2 separate regions of the Cyprinus carpio genome follow, and region 1 is linked to region 2. Evidence: chromatin contacts called from public Hi-C data. All regions are on one chromosome and are shown on one strand. The core of a region is the stretch at or near the end of the contact, and the rest is flanking DNA. Distances in the headings are between cores, read along the strand shown. Region 1 holds the start of snrka (SNF-related serine/threonine-protein kinase). Region 2 overlaps ano10a (anoctamin-10).

Evidence for each region. A called contact is a pair of places that touch in the nucleus more often than the background predicts.
Region 1: a Hi-C map of skeletal muscle shows a contact between it and region 2, with 3 times the contacts expected there. The contact joins the promoter of snrka here to the enhancer-like site in region 2. A contact is called at or near these places in 2 of 8 Hi-C or Micro-C datasets (both in skeletal muscle).

Annotation. Positions count from the first base shown.
Region 1 is chrB16:7,084,074-7,088,524 of ASM1834038v1, forward strand. It overlaps snrka (SNF-related serine/threonine-protein kinase), which reads right to left and starts at 1,576. Exons shown (of 6, transcript XM_042740491.1): 1 at 1,353-1,576.
Region 2 is chrB16:7,034,732-7,038,934 of ASM1834038v1, forward strand. All of the region lies in intron 14 of ano10a (anoctamin-10), which reads left to right. Among protein-coding and RNA genes, the nearest start is that of ano10a, 30 kb to the left of the region's middle. Within about 2 kb of position 2,375, at least 1 of the 8 cell types and tissues checked has an H3K27ac peak or open chromatin away from gene starts, as enhancers often do. A contact at or near this core is called in skeletal muscle, where this site is marked.

The sequences.
Region 1 (4,451 bases), core at 326-2,825, 49 kb after region 2:
TCAGACATACATTCCTAAAAACTCCTACCCCTAACTGAATTGATTATTGAGAGACATAGAAATAAGTAAAGCTTTCTTTAATCACATTTAATATGTTTTCCTAAAAATTAAACCTAACAATATAAAAGTCCTTACATTTACTTTATTAATAAAGACCTGAAGATAGAAATTTTTAGAATTACACTAAAGGCCTTTTACTTTCTAAAAATGTATGAACTATCACTGAGAGGGAAGAAGGCATGCGAAAGATAGTGTACAACAGGTTTTTCAGCAAAGCTTTGATCGTGTTGATAGATTAGAGGCCTTGTATGTGTTAAACATGGTATAGTTGGATTTGCAAGGCTAAAGTACTCAAACTGTTCTGTTTTACATCACTAGACCAAAGGGAAGGTTACGTCTTGCATATTAACATCACATTCCAACCACAAATTACAAGACAGTAGCCAGCAGTTATAGGCCTAGTTTTACCTTTCAGGTTGTGTAACATGATTACAGTACACTAAGCTGAAGGAACGTGTTCCACACCTTACATATACCAGTGCGACATGAGATATATCGATCAGGCTACAACACTAGGCTTCAGGGAACTGAATCTGATCTTCTGAACTCTCTGCAATTGAGTATGAAAGACCTGATGAAGAATTAAACCTCTAAGTGAAGACATTAAGGCTCCCAAGAAACCATCAAGCCTTTTGAAATCCAGCAAATGAAAGTCTTTTAATGTTCATAATGCTATTGGACAAAAGGAATCCTGCAAACACAGACAAGCAGCAATGGCTCAGTAATGTGATCACAGCCTTCAATACTGAGAGCATCAAACCACAGCTACCAAGATGCTCAATCTCTTCAGAAGCAAGCATGCAAAACCACATCCAGCTTCTCGTTGTGATGCAATTAACCAAGCTTATTCTGTAAACCAGAGTAGCTCAAGTCCACCATCATGAAATATTCTCCTAGCATCAATGCTAACAAAACCACATGTGGAAAGAGAGAAAAGCATCCATGTCTGGTGACGACCATGGACACATCATGTGAAAGCAGACCTGATATGCCCATGCACGTCAGGCCTGATCTAGCCCATAAGCTCCTTATGAGCTCCATATATCCATAGAGAGGAAGAGGATATAAATAATAGCTATCTGTCTATACGTTCCTAACATGCCATGATGAGCAGATCCACTTGAACAAGACCAGTCCAGCATCGTGTGCCCCGACAGAGCATGCACACAGCTGTCAGATCACATCAAGTTTAACGGATGTTGTTTAACGCACGTTTATTGTGTCTTAACCATATGCTAACTGGCTAACCATGTTAGCATTCTTACGCACTATCACACAAAGCTTGGACTTACCGCTCGTTCCGGAGAACATTAAGAGCACTTAAAACTCAGAAACGTTCCGGCGGCTGTAGATCCGAAGACGGCAGAGGTACGGCCCGGCTGAGTGTGAGTCCAGCCCTGTGTGTGTGTGTGTGTATGTGTGTGTGAGGTATACTGATCAGTGTGTGTAAAAGCTGCTGGGGGAAGAGCGACTCTCAGCGCTTCTCGCTCTCCGCCCTGAAACCAGTGATCTGCACGCAAACATTAGTTGAGTCACATTGTGACGGTCTGCACTGAACAATACCACCAGCAGGGGTCGCTATGTGGACGTGACTTTTCAAGAGGAAAAGAGGAGAGTCTCTCTACGGCTCTGGTGTAGACTGACTACGCGTTTTGTTTTGTTTTTTTGTTGTGAATGCGAATTATGGAGCCTCTAGTCCCCCCAGGTGATAGTAAAAAAAAATAGCTGAGTTCTCAAAAAGTGCGAAGAGATAACCATAGTGACGTGGAATTTCAACAGATTGGCCTTGCATAATAACCTGTAAGAATTCTCTAGTTGTAACCATTGTTTAGATAGTTCTTAGAATTATCAAAATATGTTTTTTCAGGTTGTTTTGTTAATATATTATTCTTTAATAAATGTATGAATTGTTTAGCCTACTATATGTGACCCAGGACCATAAAACCAGTCAAAAGTTTCTTTCTTTCTTTTCTTTTCTTTTTTTCTTTTTTTTTTTGAGGTTTATACATCATCTGAAAGCTGATAAGCTTTCTGTTGATGTATGGTTTGTTAGGATAGGACAATATTTGGCTGAGATACAACTATTTGAAAATCTGGAATCTTGAGGGTGCAAAAAATTAAATAATAATAATTCTAAATATTGAGAAAACCGCCTTTAAATTTGTCCAAATGAAATCCTTAGCAATGCATATTACTAATCAAAACTTAAGTTTTGATATATTTACGGTTGTGATACACATAATCATCAAGCCCCTAATCAAATAAATAAGTAACACAAATAAAATAAATCTTTTCATATAAACAAAATAAGGCTTTGTCTGTGCTCTTTCCATTTAAAATTAGAGGCAACAACTGCATTTTAATCATGATCCAAACAAAGATGCTGCATACATGCAACATGAGCCGTTTTTAATCTAAATTAGATTGTATTATTTCGAAATTTGAAGCAAAAACAGAATGATTTGACTTCAGTTTTCTGAAACTATACATAAAAATATCTGCATGAAACAGAAACAGCAGACGAGCTGAACGAGACGCAGATTCACTCTCTGCCAGCAGGTGGCGCTTAAAGCGTTTCCTTGGTTTCCACTGTAAACAAAGCATCGCTGCAGTTATGAACTTTAATATGCATTATACAGAGGCAAGATGAAAAGAAAAAAATACCATCTAAACTTTTCTAAAGACAGTAAGTTCCCGTCAGACATACATTCATATAAACTCCTACCCCTAAATGAATCGATATTTTTATAACATCAAAACATATTCACATCCACACATATTAAAAAAAAATCAAAACATATTCACATAAAATCTACAACACCAATAACCCATAATAGTATAATATTGTTAGAATATCTGGTAAGCTTTCTGTTGATGTATGATTTGTAAGGATAGGACAATATTTGGCTGAGATACAACTATTTGAAAATCTGGAATCCGAGGGTGCAAAAAAAAAATAAAAAAATCTAAATATTGAGAAAATCGCCTTTAAATTTGTCCAAATTAAGTCCTTAGAAATGCATATTACTAATCAAAATTTAAGTTTTGATATATTTACGGATTTGATATATTTACGGTGGGAAATGTACAAAATATATTTATGGAACATGATCTTTAATTAATAGCCTATCATAATGACTTTTGGTATAAAGGGAAAATTTATCATTTTGACCCATGCGATGTAGGCTAGTGTTGGCTATTGATACAAATATACCCATGCTACTTATGACTGGTTTTGTGGTTCAGGGTCACATAAGGTGTTTTGCAAACAGTCCTTAAATCAGACCAATCATAATCCAAAAAAAGGCACCAGGAAACAAACAAACAAAGACACACACACACACACACACACAAATCACTGTACTGAGTATACATTTCAATCATATTGTCAAACATGTAACATAGCCTATAATGTTGCTCCAATAGGCCGGTCACTTTCTTCATCAGCATCAGTTTCCTTTCGCTTGAAAATAGCTAAAATATCTTACATCAGCACGTGTTTGAAGGATTATTAAAACACATTATTCATTGTAAAATGAATTCAATTTCATTAAAAAAGGCTTTGATATCACGTGACACGTATTTGCCCAATCAGTGGTAACCCTAATGGTGAGGAAATAGAAATAGTCATTTCTTTTAAACTTCTTGTTTAAGTTAAGGTTTAAGTTAAAGTTCATTTCTAATATTAAAACAACCGCATTCTTGTACGTCACTGGACAGTTTTATATCGTGGAGGACTTTGTATCTTCTGGTTGTTGTTTTTTTTTAAGCGAACCTATTTTGTGTGGGCCAGAAAGTTATTTTTATATTGCTCGTAACTGCACATGGAGGAGTATGAAACCGTGCGCAAATTGCGTCCGAAATGCATCCAGGGTTAAATGATTCATCTGACCTTTTGAGATTTTTATAGTAGCCTACACTGTTATATTTATATCTCCATATATGCACTGCGCCTTCATCACACATGAAAATGCTTTCACATTATGAAACTGTGTTATATACAGACATGATTGAGACAACATCGTATTTCAGCGGAACACATCCATTCAAGTAAATAGGCCCTACATATGGAATCATTATAGTTATAAATAATTCATGAAACTATTGTAGAACAAACATGCACTTGGAACAGCAATCAGCAATGTGACACATTTGATCGAGTTACAGATACTGATTGCAGTTGTAGAACAGCCAGAGCCTGGTTTTTGACCCAGGAGACACGGAATTGCAATGGCTCTTATCAAAGATGTAATAAACTGGAAAGAGATGTGTGTCAATGCCCCATGAATACAAGATATTACCATTAGTTTCTTGAAAAGAAGAAGGTTTATTGAATAATACTGCCTGAACACTGCGAGGAATATATTTTAAATTCAGAATTATTTTCACTT
Region 2 (4,203 bases), core at 1,125-3,624:
ACAAAGGGGTTTATAATACCTGGGGAGAGCTATTCGTTTGCACTGTCATTTATCTCAATGGCAGTTGCTCGCCTGGTGCAGGACCCCTCCGAAAGTTTGTGAATTGAATTCTGCCATTTCGCTCATGTGCATTCAGTTTTTTTTAAGGCAGTCACCTGAGCTGTAAACGCGATGTGACTAGTTAATCTTTAGCCAATGAAAAAGGAGATCCTGACATCTAACCTTTAAAGAGACAATTCATCGTTTACTCATCATCAAGTAGTTCCAAGATTGTACGAGTTTCTTTTTTCTGTTGATCACAAAAGAAGATATTTTGAAGAATGTTAACAACCAAACAGTTGCTGGTAGTCATTGACTTACATAATGTGGAAAAAATATACTATGGAAGTCAATGGCTATCAGCAATTTTGGTTACCAACATTCTTCAGAATGAATATATATATATATATATATATGTATATGTGTGTATATATATATATATATACATATATATATATATATATATATATATATTATAACATATATATATATATATATACATACATATATACATATACATATATATATATATACATACATATATACATATACACATACACATATACATATACATATACATACACATATATATATATATACATATACATATACATATACACATACATATACATATACATATACATATACACACTCTCGCGCATATACATATATATATATATATATATATATATATATATATATATTGTGTTCAACAGAAGAAAGAAACATACAGTTTTGGAACTACTTAAGGGTCATTAAATGGTGACACTTTTCATTTTTGGGTGAGCTATCACTTTAATAGCTATTATAGCTACTATCATTCTGTGACGAAGGGTCAAAAAAAAGAAGACAAAAGATGACAAAACAAAAAGCTTTTACGACATTTAGTTTATATTTATTATCTATTATAGCGTGTTTGTTTCTCAAAAGACCAAAAGTTATTGATGACTCGGCCTGTTTCAGAGATGCTTGCAATACCAAGCTAGCTTTGGAAACATAAGATCACACTCTCCCTGCAAATCATTCTCCAAAGCCACGCAAAACATATGAACGCACACAGGCAGACAAGAGGCTAATTAGCGTCACAATGAGTGAAGGTGTTAGTGGAGGGTTGAATGCAACGCTTTCAGAACAGAGTACAAAGCGCATAATATAACAATAAGAACGGCTTCCAATCTTGCCCGGTCTGCAATATCGTAATGGAACGCGCTGATTGGATGAACATTTAATGGTCTTACACCTTTCACAGATGATATAAATGCATTTAAATACATTTAGACCACTTAGTGATTGCTATTGAGATGTGAAGAGACTTTCAACCAGCATAACAATTTTTTAAAAACCAAATCACTTATCCTGCATTTAACCCTTGACCCTATAGAGAATGAGCAGTTAAATCCTGATTGGCTTGATTGTTCATTCATTAATACACCCAGAGATTTATTCAAGGAGGAAGCCATGAAAGCATCTTCAGTTTTATGAAGACTGTGTAGTCTAGGATCATCTGTGTAGCTGTGGGAGTGTAGGTAATGAAAAGAGAAGACCATTCTCACAGCGAAATCAAGACAGCACATTTAATGGAATGATGAAGCACTTGGCGCTTCATCTGCGATGAAGGCGGGACTCCATAGAAGTTGCATCCGTCTAACATTTTTTTTTTAATTTGGCAGAGAGACACGGGTTGTAAAACACATTGATTATGTTTCAGGATGACTGAAGATGTGATATTTCTGGGCTTCTACCCCTCTAATTCTCTCTCACAAACTTCACCTGACACCAGCTCATCCCTCTGCCAGTGCTGGCGGTGCGTCTTCACCAGAGTCTCTCCATCAGAATGATGGACGGTAGCTAATATCTTCAGCGGCCTCGTCCGGATCGGAAGAGTTCAAAAGTGCCGACTGCAGTTAAACGGCACATTTGGTTGGTGATATAAGACTGCAGGACCTCTGGGAGGTGCTTGGGCCTGTGGTTTGAGAGTGCTAGTGATGAGCTAACAGCACATGATGCCATTTAGCTGTGTTTCCATGTGTTCAGCAGCTTGAGAAGGTGAAGACAGCTGTCAGGAGAAAAGCTCCCACTGCTCTAGGGCAAAGGGACGCTGAAAATAGCCGGCACTTTCAGCAGCAGTGGAAACCCCCTTTTAGTGGCCAGTGTTTGGAAAGGATCCGGGGTGAACTTCAGGAAAAGGCCAAGCTGCCAACACTATCATGGAACCATTATGGCAACTGGCGATTTTAGCCTTTCCGTTTTGCTGAATGAGACCTTTTTAACCCGTAACAGCTGTATGAGTGGCTGATGGGAATATAAAACAAAGAAAGAGGCCAGCAGTGAGGATCAGACGTGATCTTACTTGAAGATGACGGGAAATGGTTGGGAACCATCTGTGTGGTAATTCACATTTGTATAGTTTCTCACTTTAACGTCAATACCTAGAAGTGGGGGCTGGGGTGTAGATGGGTCAGACAAGGTGGGAATCCAGAGATACGGTTGTCTTGAAAAGATGTTGGTGTCTACAGTTCACATCCAAGGGTGATCCATAAGTAGAAAGTGTTGATAAGAGCTGTTTCTCCCTTTAAAAGGCAGCTTGTATTTTGAATGCATGCTGTGTCGTGGGTTTTAATTAATGGTTTGCTTATTCCAACAGATGTCAATTTGTTGAATGATGGAGTCCACTTATCTTAGAACTCGGGCTGTCAGTTTATCACACTAATTGAATGAGAGTAATTATAAAAATAAATGTGATAAAAATGAACACAATTAATCATACCTCCTGACCCTTATGTAAATACCGTATTAAGGATTTTTCCTACCTTCGGAGCAATTCAAGCTTGAATTACCACCTATTGCGAGTCTGCGTTCTGCACAAACCAGCTGATACTGCAGGCAACGTGTCACACCATACTGCACCACACTTATCACGTTAACTAGAAGGTCAGGGGTGTCTAATCCTGGTCCTGAAGGGCCGACATCCAACAGAGTTTAGTTTGTCCCCACATATCTGCCTGGGAGATTCTATTAGTCTTATAGACCTTGATTACTTTTGTTCAGTTGTGTTTAATGGAGGTTGAAGCTAAACTCTGCAGGACAGTGGCCCACCAGGAGCAGGATTGGACACTTGTAGAATTTGATCAGATTTAAATTTTGTGGTGGACACCTTGGGACATCATAGATAAGATGAAACGTTTTTTTTTTTTTTTTTTTTTTTTTTTTAAACGAAGAGTTATGATCGAGTTTCCATTATAAGTGGAAAAACTGTGCCACACAGGACCGGACCATTAAAAATGTTTGTTTTGGTTGCTTACATTAGACTTAAAACACTTTTTAGGGTTTTATCTTGTACTATATGGTAGTGCCCTGGGCCCCTCTGTACACTTAATGGAGCCAAAAAGCTATAGTTGTCAGATCACATTTTGCACACTAATGGCTCAGTCTCTGACTAGTCTGAGGCTCCGGGGTACAAGCCTCTTTGACCCAGTCCAAAATCCAGTTCTAGTGCCAAAGAATGTTGGTTGCGTGATGGACCTCGTCAGATTCAGTCTGCTTTCGCATCATTGCCTGACCACCGTCACAGGAAGTGGAACAAGCCAGCCGTCTGAGGCGATCTGTCAACTTGCTAAGGTCCATGAGAATGTGACATGTCCCATGTTAACCTTTAATGGTGTTAGGCAAAATGAAGTCAAAACTTTTCATACAGCCAACATTGCAGTGCTGCGAACTGATTTTGGATCAAAATCACCCTTAATGATTTTTTTTCATAAATGATTAGGATGTATAGACAATATCTTATCAGTGTGATGGGACTGTACACAGCTGTTCAACCTCTAATGATTTATTGACCCTGAGTTTGCACTTGAATTAGAGTACAGTTGTTAACATGAGTGATAGTATGTTGGAATTGCAGACGCTTCAAATCTTTTAACCCACCTCCTTCTAACATAATCAATACTGACAGGTCCCGTTAATTACCCCAGTTTGCCCATCAGGACCTTCCTTGTAATCCAGAATATTTGCTCCATGTAGGTGCACGTCAACCACCTTTGTTTGAACACCTCAGTTCTCACTTTTGTTAATGCTAATTCAGACTGCCAGAAGCAAAGGGAGTGTCTCCTGAGATGAGTTTCTGCAAATCCAGTCTCCGTGAGCAGCCGAGAAAGATTGACTCAC